Linked DNA regions of Mus musculus: region 1 is linked to region 2. Evidence: chromatin contacts called from public Hi-C data. All regions are on one chromosome and are shown on one strand. Each heading gives the region's core, a stretch centred on a gene start, on an enhancer-like site or on the middle of the called end of the contact. The rest is flanking DNA. Distances are from core to core; before and after follow the strand shown. Region 1 holds the start of Krtap2-4 (keratin associated protein 2-4). Region 2 has its middle 26 kb from the start of Krt20.

The links. Hi-C and Micro-C count contacts between places; a contact is called where the count stands out from the background.
Region 1: a Hi-C map of cortical neurons shows a contact between it and region 2, with 2.5 times the contacts expected there. The contact joins the promoter of Krtap2-4 here to the enhancer-like site in region 2. A contact is called at or near these places in 7 of 39 promoter capture datasets (the 3T3-L1 cell line, cranial neural crest, embryonic stem cells and 3 more), 1 of 15 datasets of contacts at CTCF or cohesin (the NIH/3T3 cell line), 3 of 484 Hi-C or Micro-C datasets (cortical neurons, epidermal suprabasal cells and nephron progenitors), 1 of 115 datasets of contacts at active chromatin or transcription factors (pancreatic cancer cells) and 2 of 9 other capture datasets (adipose tissue and pancreatic islet).

The regions. Positions count from the first base shown.
Region 1 is chr11:99,611,501-99,618,182 of GRCm38.p6, forward strand. Krtap2-4 (keratin associated protein 2-4) reads right to left here and starts at 3,346. Exons shown (of 1, transcript NM_027800.1): 1 at 2,517-3,346. The coding sequence starts at 3,283. The coding sequence ends at 2,888. Gm32730 (a long non-coding RNA gene) reads left to right here. Exons shown (of 5, transcript XR_880207.2): 4 at 4,882-5,052.
Region 2 is chr11:99,461,387-99,467,838 of GRCm38.p6, forward strand. No RefSeq gene overlaps it. Among named protein-coding and RNA genes, the nearest start is that of Krt20, 26 kb to the left of the region's middle. Within about 2 kb of position 5,180, at least 16 of the 459 cell types and tissues checked have an H3K27ac peak or open chromatin away from gene starts, as enhancers often do. A contact at or near this core is called in cortical neurons, where this site is marked.

The DNA of each region.
Region 1 (6,682 bases), core at 2,096-4,595, 150 kb after region 2:
AAAACTTAGGTCATGATTTTACAGCTCCTGTGTCTGTCCTTTCTCTGCAATTATTTCTGCCTTAGATCTGTGGTTGAAGGCTCTGGTTTACCCCTTGCCATCCGTCCTGCTGCTTATACAGTTCCTTACAGGGTCACTCAGCATGCTAGCAGCCAGTGTAGTTGACACAGGCACAGGGTTACCACAGAGACAAATGAATGATAATAAAGATAGTGTGGAAGACAACACAACATCTTCTGTCTGAGAAAGCACAGCAAGATAAAGAGAAAGTTTCTATATGTCTAAGACTAAAAGTACTGAGGGGAATAAAGCAGAGGTGTTTAGAGATTATTTTAAAATGGTGAGCTGTAATGGCTACTCCTAGTTGTCAACTTGACTATGTCTGGAGTGAACTACAATCCAGAATTGAAGGGATTACCTGTGATCCAGATCTTGTGGCTGGAAGACACAAGTTTCTGACCTGGATCTTGGCATGGAGATCTTGAGGCATAGTGGTTATGAAAAGCTTAGGCCTAGGCGAGGTAGTGCACACCTTTAATTTCAGGAGACTAAGACAAGAAGATCTCTGTGTTCAAGGTCAGCCTGGAACAAAACAAGTCCCAGATCCAGGCATTGGTGGCACACATACCTTTAATCTGGGCCACACCTTCTGCTGGAGACCTACATAAGGACATTGGAAGAAGGAAGATTTGTTCTTCTTTGGATTTATTTTCCAGCACATCTGTTGGAATCTACTTCTACAGAAGACCAGCTGAAACAACTAGCCCTGTGGGACTGAGCAACTACTAGATCCTTGGACTTCCAATTCACAGCTGATTATTGTTGGGGAGTTAGAGTACAGACTGTAAGTCATCGTAATAAACTCCCCCAATATAGAAAGACATTCCATACATTCTGTGACTCTAGAAAATCCTGACTAATACATAAAAAAAGATATGTAGAAAGAGATTGACTTATATAGAGAGAGGGATGTAGCTCAGTGATAGAACTCTTGCTTAATGTTTGTAAGGCTCCAACCCCAGCACTGAGAGAATGATATAAAGAAATGGGATCTGTAAACCAAAGGCCTGCTGGGAAATAATTGCCCTCAATAATAACAACAATAGTAATAAACAAATGATAATAGTAACAACCCATTGTACACATACTAAATTTTTATCAAATGGTTCCTAAAAGTTGCTAGCCACAGAACACCCTGTACATATTACTTCTTGTTGCAACACTTTGTGGAGAAAGCCAGCTTAGCAGAATAAGAATACACATATCAGAAAGGAGAATGGGGCTAGGAATGTGTCTTCCTCTCCTCTCACCTACTTAACGCTTACTTATTTTCAATATAATTTATTATTTTCTATGTGCCATGTATCGTGCAGATGAATAAAAATCCAGTCTTGACTGAAGCCAGCCCAGACCCTCTCCTCACAAAGCTTTCTTACTTGACTTCTCTCACTAATCAGTGCGTAGGGCTAAGCGTACAAGCAGCACATTTTAAAAGATTCACTTATATTTGGTTCCAAAGACACAAAGTTTTACATTGCTTTTTTTTTTTTTTTTTTTTTTTTTTAGCTCTTGTTTTGTAATTTGTTTGAGTCTGTTATTTCTTTAGAATGACTTCTGTGGTAGATGCCCTTTTTTGTTTGTTTGTTTGTTTGTTTTCCAAGACAGAGTTGCTCTTTGTAACAGCCCTGGCTGTCAAATCACTTTGGAGACCAGGGTGGCCTTGAACTCACAGAGATCTTCCTGCCTCTGTCTCCCAAGTGCTGGGGATAAAGACATGTGCTACCCTGCTGAGTTGGTAGATGGCATTTTTTGAGTGGGGTGGGAAACCATAAATAAATAAATAAATAAACCCAAAACCAGTGGTTAGCCTTCCTGACTGGTTTATCTGACAACAGTGAAACTGCCCCACAAAGGGTTAATGTAATCACCTGATTACATTAGTAATTCATATACCCTATATGAACCCATGTCGGCACTGTTTCAGTGACACGGTATGTGAGATTCTAGCAAAGGCTGTATAATTCTGTTCTCATCAGCAGCTGCATCAGAAACCTAGCTGCTGTGGTGGTGCTGGCTGGGGAGATGAGAGAAAGACTGACCCAGGAGCTAAAGAAGACCTCAGTGATGAGGGGTTTCTGGGTGAGATGACCATGGCATAGTTTTCTATGTTGGGAAGCGAGCGGGGCTGTAACTCGGACTTTGTTCCTTTTCTTGTGTGTATGAACCACTCCCAAATCATACTCAGGATCGAAGATCTGTCTCACTATTTTTGTCCTGTTACCACCGAAGTCTGTGTCTTTAAAGACGAAAGCCCATTGGCGAGATGATCTGAAATGTTCAAATTCTTTTCACCATCATGGACCATGCACCTCAAAGGCTCTTGGGGGTGGGGAGGGAAGGTCAAAATACAGCTGTTAGGAACATTTCTCCTTCTAGACATCCCATTCTGAACAGTGTAATTTACACATCAATGAGGTTTCAAACATCAAGAAAGAATACAAAAAGGATGTGTGTACTTCACCAAAAATAAAATTTTATTTTTTTTATCATGCAAAACCATAGCACAAGGATACCATGCTGAAAACATATCCCATCTGAACCTTGAAATTAAAAAAAAAAAATTACAGTGACTCAATGGGATGGATCTTCATGAAAAAACTTAACATTTGCTTACATATGCTTTTGATGCCAAGAATTCTGCTGATGGGAGCTAGAATATGTCTAGAGCTATGCAGATGACTAGCTGAATATATATATGGAGAACTTGATAGGCCTTTACGGTTGGGTGAACTGGGGAAGTACAGATGGGCTGCAAAAGTGGTGTCTCTCTGCTCCATCAGGAGTAGGACGAGTTCTGTTCACCCGGAGAAGCTGCCTATGTGATGGCTCAGCAGCAGGTGTTACAGGGGGAGGTCCTGCAGGTGGTGCGACAGGGAGCAGGCTGGCAGCAGGGGGGCCTGCAGCAGGGAGCCTGCACTGAGATGGGCTGGCAGCAGGTGGAGGCCCAGCAGCAAGGCCTGCAGACCACAGCTGTGCAAGAGGTGGGGCAGCAGGTGATGGGGCGACAGCAGCCCTGCTGCAGGCTGCAGGGGTCACAGCAGATGGGGCGGCGGCAGGGCTCACAGATGGGCCTGGTGCAGTGGGGCACACAGGTCACAGGGCGACACACTGTGGTCTGGCAGGACACTGGGCGGCAGCAGCAGGGGTCCCTGCAGCAGCAGGGCTGGCAGCAGCCTCCTCCACAGCTCTGGGAGGAGAAGGATCCACAGCAGGAGCCTGTCATGGTGGTGTCTGGGCTGGAGTGGGGCTGAGAAGTGAGGAGAGGTTGGGAGTTCTCAGGTACGATGTCTTGTCTAGGTTGGGTCCCTTTATATACCTGAACAGTGCTGACCAACGGCCATTTCCTGGACTTGTGGTTACCCAATGAAAAGAGAGCCCTGGATTCAGTTGCCAGGCAACATTTCTAATATCTGCAAGGATGCTTTTCTTCCTAGCCTTCTCCTATTCCCTTGGAATGAACACTTGGTAATTTGTATCATCAGAACTATTGCTCACCTGTCAGTCAATCCTCCCAGGCTAGACCATGTGACAGATTGAAAGTCCAGAGGACACACTGGTGATGTCACTTTCCCCTTGTTCACAGTCTCTGAGTCGGTGTGAGCCTACAATGCACATGAGTCACCAGCCTGAGCTCTGAGTGACATCCAGACCCAGTAACAATTCCTGAAGAGCCAAGATGGCTCATAAAAGTAGGTGTGTGTCTATGTTGTTATGGAAAATATGCCCCAGGGCTTCTGGAAAATGGATTATTACCTTGTTCCTGGAGACTGAGTCACCAAAGCATCAGAGTGGCATTTGAGAAAGGTCTTGAATTGTCCCGTAACTGGAAACTTCTCATGAGACACTTAATATGTGAACAGGACAATTTGGGGGATAGAGAAGAAAAAACTAGGCCTTGAAATTTCCTACCACAGAGCAGTGACGATTTGTAAGGAGACAAGCTAAAACTAAAAGCCATTTAAGGTGAAAAACTTTGTAAATAAGATCAAACCAAGTGACAGTTTTACTCATGCCTGTCTTCTAAATTTGTCTCTTGATTATTATATTTCTTGCTTCCTAAGTGCGACAGAGGCAATGGCACGTTACGTTCTTTAAAAATCTATTGTGGAGCTGGTGAGATGGCTCCTGCCACCGGGCCAGACAAATCCCAGAAGCCACATGGTGGAAAGAGGAAACGGACTCCTGCAAGTTGTCCTCTGACTTCCTCACCTACACCCTGCCACAACTGCACCCACAGACATGTGTGTGCATCCATACACAAAATAAAAAGCTTGAATAAAATCTATTGAACATATTTGAGGAGGAATCAATTATCTTACTGTAGTCAATATGTGGATTGATGGCTGAGAATTGTGACTGCTTATAAAATATGATATAAGATTATTAGAAGGACAAGACTTAGTGGAGTAGTGACTGCATAAAGAATTTTATGTATCACCACTACAATAGTCAGATACCAGAGATAAGTCAAGGTTTGGGAGGCTGCTGTATGCATTGGACAAGGATTGCTGAGGACTCTGGATCAAGTTTGCCTCTGAGTGTGTGTGATGGCTAGTTTGGATTGTCAACTAGTCACAGTGGAGAATCAACCCCGGGAACGAGTCACAACTGTCTAGATTAGGTCAGCCTGTGGCTATGCCTGTGTGTTGTTTCCTTAATTGAGTTAACTGAGGTGGGAAGCCAGACCCTGTCTGTGGGTAGACTGACCCTGTGTGGGGGTACCAATGTTTCGTGGCCTGGGCTCTGGAGTAAATGCAAGTGAGTGTGAGCTGAGTACCACGGTGCATGCAGTAACTCATTGCTCTCTGATCTTGACTACAGATGTGTTGTGAGCAGCTGCTCCAACCTCCTGCCACCTGGACTCCACTCCCCCATCATGATGTGCCAAGACCTGGAATTGCACTTTAAAATAAAAGCCTTGCTTCCTTCAATTGCCACAGTCAGGAATGTTGTCACAACAGATAGTAACTAGTACAAGACTCCAAATTTCAGGTAGGAGATGTGAAGTTGTAATACTGTTCTTTCCTTTCACCATATCATTATTTCCTCTGGAAGATGGGTCATATGTTTGTTCCATAACCCACACTGACATTGGATGTTTTGTGTACAGTCGTGTTCAGCTTATCCAGACACAATCCCGTGCAAGGATACCAGAACGCTGCCACGGTCAGATCCTACGACCACTTTTGGTTCTTCTGCTCTAGAGCTCTTGCTGACACACAGTCAGGGATGGACTTGTTACATGGAGACTGTCCCTAAACTTTATGACATGATCTTTTAATCTCATATTATTCTAGTTCCAAGCATTCTGCAAGAGTGTAATCACCAGTGGGAATATGCACATTTTAAGGATAATGATAATTAATCATGAGACTTGTCATTTGATTGGCAAAGAACATAATGATGGTGACTGTTGGTAGGCCGTGTCCTCATCTCAATAGTTTTATGATTGTGTCCTCTCAGGAACTAGGTTGGCGGGGGCTTCTAGATGTCAGGGGGTGTCTACAATTCTGAAAACAGAGTATGTTTTTCATAGAGAGTCCATTCATAGTCATAGGAGCCAGAAATGAGGATGGGGAGGGTTGAGGGAAGAGGGAACTGTGTATCTCAGGCAAAGGACATCTTCCCAGCCACAGCTTCTGCATCTGTCAAGTGGAGTCATCACTGCCTGGAGTTCTTCACAGACTGATTTATTCACACAAATGGATGAATATAATTAACCAAAAAGAGAAGATGGTCAAATTTCAAAATTCAGAAAAGCAATGGTTAGGGAACTCAGTGAATTTGTTTCTGTAGCATGTATATTTAAGTGTGTGTGTGTGTGTGTGTGTGTGTGTGTGTAATGTACATGTATATATCACAGATTATAAAATTATATATAAACAATCTATCAACCATACATCCAACTAATCTTTCTTAAGTTTAAATATTCATCGGCCTGAAGTCAGGAAAATTCAACCAGTCTTTTGGAATCTCATATTGCTTTTAGATTTTAAATTCCCTTGAATGGGCAGGTACAAGAGAAAGGCTTTCAGATACACATAGTGCATAGTATTGCTCTTTGTTCTGGTTATTTAAGCCTTCTTGGAAAGTTTGAAAATTGCATACTTGCTTATAGATATACCACCCAATGGCTAATGTCTTTGATTTAATTGTTAAACATCCCAGTGTTAGGGCTTACCTAGCCATCCTTGCTTAAAGGTTAGTTAATGATGCAATTAGGAACCACCTTGGGAAAGGTTAGTTCTACCAACAACTCTAGTTTGGAAGAAACTAGCTTGGGCAAGTACTCTGAGCTGGTTGGAACAAGAATGGTCCTGTTAGGCTTATATATTGCAGTGCCTCGTCCCCATTTGTTGTAACTGTTTGGAAAAGATTAGGAGGTGTGACCTTTTGAGAGGAGGTGTGTCACTGTTGGAGTGGGCTTTGAAGTTCAAAAAGGCCAGACCGTTCCCAGTTAATTCTCTCACTCTGCCTGCTACCTGTGGATGAGACCATAAGCTCTCGGCTACTACTATAGCACCACATCTGACTGTTGCCATGCTCCCTGCCATGGTGATCATGTATGCTAAGCCTCTGAAACTGTAAGCAAGCCTCCAAGAAACTCTTTCTTCCAACTGTC
Region 2 (6,452 bases), core at 3,930-6,429:
TTATAACTAAAGGCTGTCCTGAGATGCATAGTGAGACATTGCCTCAACAAGCCCCAGCCTCAAATCAGTCTATCCTTCTAAAAAAAGAAAAGAGAAAGAAAAAGAAAGAAAAACCAACAGTCCTGTGTCATCTAGGCACAAGAGTGAAAGTCTGTCTCTCCTTGGGACTCAGTCAGGCCTGAGGGCGGCTTTCCACAGCTAGGCGGATGCAGGTGGAGCTGGGCTAAAGGAAGGAGGAGTGGGCACAGTGGGTAGAGTGGAAGATAAAGCCACAGGCCATGTCTGCCCGATGTCACAAGATTGCTATTTAATACTGGAGATTTCACCATCCTTACAAGAACACCTTGTGGAGCCTTTCTTTTACCGAAGGTCCGAACTTGGGTTCCCGGAGTCATTCTATGGCACTGACCTGGGGTGAGAGTGTGATGGATAGCAACATAATGAGATGCTTCCCCTGTGAATGAGCAGGGGCCTCTTATTCATGGGGTTTACCCGGCTTCACGTTCCTCAGCTCCTGTTCCAGGAGGCTGGAGGGTGGACCTTTGCCCACATGCGAGTTGACTGAGTAAGGGTATAAAGTCCAAGTGCATTGGGGGAGGTCCCTCCCGTCTTACACCCTGACAAATGGAACAGCAACAGTCTCCAAAGGAACTTCCCAAGGGTGGATCCATCTCATAATTACAGGCTAGCTGCAGAATGGGTCAGTGGTCTACATTTCAATAAAGGAGCCTGTAGGAGGGAACTCTGAAGGCTGGGCGTGACAATGAATACACAGCTAAGGAGGAGAGAGACACAGAGAGACAGAGAGAAACAGAGAGAGAGAGAGGGACACACAGAGACACAGAGACAGACAGACATGCAGAGGTGGGGGAGTTTCATTAATTTGTCTTAAAGAGGGAAAAAATCGCCCCCAAGTCTTTTCTCTGGGGCTGGGGAGATGACTCTCAGTAAAGTGACCGCTTTGCAAACACGAGGAGCCAAGTTTTATCTCCAGCACCCAATTTAAAAGGCTGGGGATGTAGAGACAGGCTGATGATCCCTTTGGCTTGTTGGCTAGCTAGCTTAGCCCTAATGGCAAGCTCCAGACTAGTAAGAGACCCCAACTCAAGCAAAAAGGTGACCCAAGAATGACACCCCCCCCCGCGAGCACACACACACACACACACACACACACACACACACACACACACCTGTATGTATACACTCCCACACTTCTGCACCTGTACACACATGAACACACATATGCATACACACTAAAGAAAAAGACTTTTTTTCCTGTTCTTAGGATGTCTATTATCAACTGAAATCTATCTTGCTAAAATCCCAGCAGGGAGAAGGAGAAAGAGAAGTGAGCATAAAGACCCATTCCTCACCAAGAAGCTCTTTGCAAATGATATCTATTGGGAGAGGGAAAATCAGTTTTCTCCAGTGGAGTGATGCTGGATACACCAAGCACCCTGCAGGGAAGGCTTCATGCTCAGGAGTAGTTGGCCAGCACAGAGTCAATGACAGGTGATATGTGTGTGTGTGTGTGCGTGCATTTTTCTTTGTCTTATTTATTTACTTATCAATTTATGTATCTATTCAGTTAATTATTTTGAGGGAGAAAGACTACAAAGTTGGGTGTCTAGGGTGGTAGAAAGAGTTGGGAAAAACTGGAGGAGCAGAAAAAATATGTTCAAAATTTATCGCATGAAAAGAGCCAACACACACACACACACACACACTTAATGAAATGTGTCTTGTTATGTGCATTCATCTAAATAAGACATTCGATTGATTGTTTCTCTACACAAAACACGAAACACTGATTCATATCAGATTTGTTTTGGGAAAGGATAGATCTGGAAACAAGAGACTCAGGGCCACTGCAATTGTGTCTGCTTCTGGTAATGACGTTTCAGAGATAAGAGTGAATCCTTTGGCTCTACGGTCTTAAGAGGCTTTGGTTCGTGCGTAGCTCTGGCTCCCTCTGCTGGCTCCATGCTTCCCTGCATGGCTTTGATAGTTGCTAGATCTCAGCCCCTGGGTTCTCTCTTTCCCTCTTGCCCCTCTTTCCCTCTCCACTCTTATGTTACACTCTCCTTCGATCCAAGAGGAATTCCTCAGGCAACGACTCTCAGTTGTCAGCCACACTGGATTCTCTAAGGTAGTGTGGTGAGATGCTTCAGGCTAAAGTCATATTGGTCATGTGTATAGTTTTTGTACTGGACGATGGGTTAAGTTGGATTATTTTCAAATCTGAGAAAGGATAACACCATGCTACTTTGTACTCCTGAGCCCAGAAACTGTTATCGGAAGGCACTCTAGATGTTTTAACAAACACAGCAAAGTACTAGATCCATCCAGAGCATGGACTCCAAGTCTCTCCGAATCTTGTCCTCAGATTAGTCGAGGCTAGTCTCCAAAGTCCTGCCAAGCTTATTAAGGGTGTTGAGTGATTGCTGTTATGTTCGCATTATCTTAGTATTTTACTTTAAATGTTTCCTGGGTTTGACAGACCTCTGGAAACGTGCCAGTGGGGATGCCTATGATGTAGGGCATTGGGACCAGGAAACCCGGTTGCACTGGGTTTTGATGCAGAACTCAGACAATGAACGAGTCAAGTCTTAGTTTATCTTTTCAGCAATACTAGTTTTGGGGTTCTCCCACGTTGAAATCAGAAGTCCCTGTCCCTGTAACACTGCCTGTGTCTGCTCTGGCTCCAAGCCTCAGCTGCCACCTGACCTGTGTGGCACTGTCACCATGGGGAGCTCATGGTTCTGGTCACCTGATTTTCGTCTGCACCTGTTAGCAAGCACTGTTTGTCTGCTGACTCCCAGAGAGTGAGGGGATGGTAAAAGCATGACTTTAAATATCCTTTAACTTTTCCAGAAGCTTCTTATTAGGGCACCGGTGTTAAAAGGAAAAGAAGTCTCTTATATTGTAATGATCTCAGGGAGCTGAGTGGCCCAGTGTGTGTGTGTGTGTGTGTGTGTGTGTGTGTGTGTGTGTGTGTGAGAGAGAGAGAGAGAGAGAGAGAGAGAGAGAGAGAGAGAGAAAAGAAAGAGAGAAAGCTACTGAAAGTTTCTAGCTTATTCTCCAATCAGATGGGCTCAGAGGAGGCCCTGAACACATTGTGAGACCAGAGTGGCCATTTGTTTTCAATCACTGTGCCCACCAGGGAATAGGTTAAGCCTGCCCTGACATCACCCCTTCCCACTGACCTGGTCAGCTCTGTCCTTTGTGGATGGACTAACTATGATGAAGTAGAGTAATATGAAGCTGTCCTTATTATGGATTGGAGGGGACAGAACATCTGCTGTCTCATAGGGCTCCATTTATTTTGAGAAAGATCTTTGGCTAGAATTCCAGTTCAAATAACTGTTAAAGTGTTCCCTGTCACACACAGGACTTCATGTTCTGTGAGGTGGTGTCATGCAGGCTCAACGGAGATAAGAGAAGGCCTAGTTATGTCCTGGTGGCCATTTTTTGCCATCGTTCACAGGATACAGTCAGTATAATCCCTGAGGTCTTTTATGTGATGACATGGAGATTAATTTGACTTCAAATTTGCACCTTGAAGAAGGAAAAAGCGTGCCTTGCCTCTTTGGCCAGCAGGGGTCGCTCTTGCTCTTTCTCTCTAACAGAGGCTAACCTGAAGCAACCCCTTCCAGGTTGCTGGGGATAAAAAAAAAAAAAAAAAAAAAAAAAAAAAAAAAAAAAAAAATCCAGTTTCTGACTCACCTCCCGACCTTTTTACTCTGTTCAAATTAGCATCTTGCGAAAAACACCATGATGAGCAATAGTTGACCATGAGTCTGGAAAGGGATTGAAGAAAACTATACAGTTTTAAAAGAAAACTGCCCATGGTCTCTTTTGACTATTTAAAATTTTTGCCCTGGGTTAGCAGCAGGGATGGGGTGGAGTGGGGTGAGGAGAATGATTCAGACATTTTAAAAATCTTTTAAGTGATTGCACCAATTCTAACCTCTTTAGGTAGTCTGCAAAGTGCCTTTGCTTCCATTTAGTCGGCTGTGAAGGATCAAAGCCCCTTTTTGCTTTACTAAGAGATGGTCCACTTTTCCCAGGGCAGAGTTATTGAGAGAGGCCTAATTACCCTGCTGTGATTTTAACCCAGTTAGTTCTGCTCTCCCAACCACAGCAGAGGTTGGGACTCCTTTTCCGCAAAAGTTACAGGCCTGATGGTAATTTTTATTTTCATATATGTATGAATATATATGTATATGTATGCATATGTGTGTGTGTGTGTGTGTGTGTGTATGAACTGGCCTGGAACTCACTATGTCATTTTGTAGCCCAGGCTAGCCTCAGGCTCACAGTGATCCTTCTGTCTCTGCCTCCTGAAGACCAGGATTGTAGGCATGAGCCACTCATCACACCTGGTCCCTGGAGGTAAATATTTAAAAATCTCTGGGGTCAAAGAAACAGGTCTGTAACTCTGCCCTTGCACAATCTGTCATGGATGACATGTAAGTGGGTCACTGTGTCTTAACAAACGTTATGCCCACTTCAGTCACTCCTTCACCTACAGACACCTACAGATGTTCAAAACCAGTCAACACCCCTACCTAGCTGTTATTTTACATTCTTTATAAACAGGAACTCTATTCTAGTGAAGTCACTGATCAGATCCCCCCAGTTCAACCTCTTTCCTGGTGCCAAATGTCCCTAAGTGCATCCCTGTCAGCTGTCATCTCTCTGATTAGGAGTTTCCTGAGCTCGGTCTTATACACAAAGGCACAAAGGCTGACAACAGACCACGAGCGCAGGAGATCTTAGGAACCGGTGCTGCTGTAATTGTGAACTTGTGGTCTTTAAATCCATTGCCTCATTTCCTCCACATCTGAGAAGATCGATGCCCTCCTATAAAAGAACAGGCACCGACTGGCCTGAAATAGCCCAGGAAAATCTGGTGTGAGATTTCTCTTAGGAGCCGATCCAAGAACATTTTTCTTCTGCCCTTTGATCTGTTGAAAGATGCTCACGAGACTTGGATGCCTTAGAGACAGAAATACCAGGATGGGTTCTGATAAATGGTCCCACAGGGAGTCAGGGCTGGGGGAACGTCTGTGTGTACTGCTGGAGTTCAACAAACCTGCCTTTCTTTCACATGCTCGCTGTCTCTGAGCAGCCTGTTTCCTTCTGTGGAGAGCTCAGCCTTAGCAATCACCGCTTGCACTTTAAGTCTCTCTTCTCCTCCACTTCAAACTTGCCAAGTCCCTCACCCACGTTGGTAGCAGCGGCTTGAGTTATTTGTTCCTTCCCTTCTAGGGAGAAAGACTCTCCTGTGGGGCTGACTATAGAGTGAAGGAAATGAGAAGCAGCCAGGAGAAAGAAAAACCCTGAAGGTAGCAGAGGAGATTTTTTACCCCATTTAGGTGATGTTATTTATGCTAATGTCAGGCTGTGGAAGGTACCAGGGGCAGGAAGACAGTATCCCAGGCAACCTCCACCCTCTCCTCTGAGAGGCACATACATCCTTTGAAGATGACACCGGATTATTTTTGAAGGAAAGCTGGTGATTTTGTCTTGGATAAATGAGACATAGCACACACTTTGGATTTAAGCACCGACGTTTAGAAAGAGAGATCCTTAAGAAAAGGACAGAATATACCCAAGTGTGGGTGTGGCCTTCTCAGGAGAGTAACACTTTACGATGGCTGTAGAATGTGACCTCATGGCGTTTCATTGAGTTCCGTCACTCAAAAAGGACGTGTTTTTCAAGGATGAGCAGCTAAGCAAAGTTTTAGACTCATGTACAGAAGTTCCAGCTAGTTTGTTTATTTTCCTTATCTTAAGGAACTTCTTTTTATAAATGAAATTGTAGGGTAGCTTTGTGCTATATATGGTTTGGGTTCAGGGGTGAGAGAGGAGGCTAAGAGGGTTAAAACCCAAAGTTTTAAACCATCTGGCCCTGCGTGAGCACAGTTTGCTGCTTTCCACATCCTTGTTTTACACACACACACACACACACACACACACACACACACACACACTCACACACACTCCTTATTTGATATATTTTTAGGAAAACTAGCATTATCTCTGTAGGTCATTCTGACTTTTATCAGTTTTGTTGAAGTTGTGTGTGTGTGTGTGTGTGTGTGTGTGTATGTGTGTGTGTGTGTGTATGTGTGTGTGTGTGTGTATGTGTATGTATGTGTGTGTGACTGTAAGCCAGTCGAAAACAGAACTACATTCTAAGGGAAGGACTTATTTTCCTTCCCATGTCTCCTTAACTTGGCATGCCTTTTTATCCTGTCTCACACCATATTTAGTAATTAGATCTTAAGACAGCAGTGTGTGATCTTGGAGCAATGTCATTATCAGGGCATGCTTAGAAGGCCCTAGACTAGTTCATAGGCAGCAGGCAGCGGTTCAGACAGCTCTGAGTTCCAACCCTTATATACTTGCCCTGGAGTAGATCAGACTCCCACCAGGAAGACATG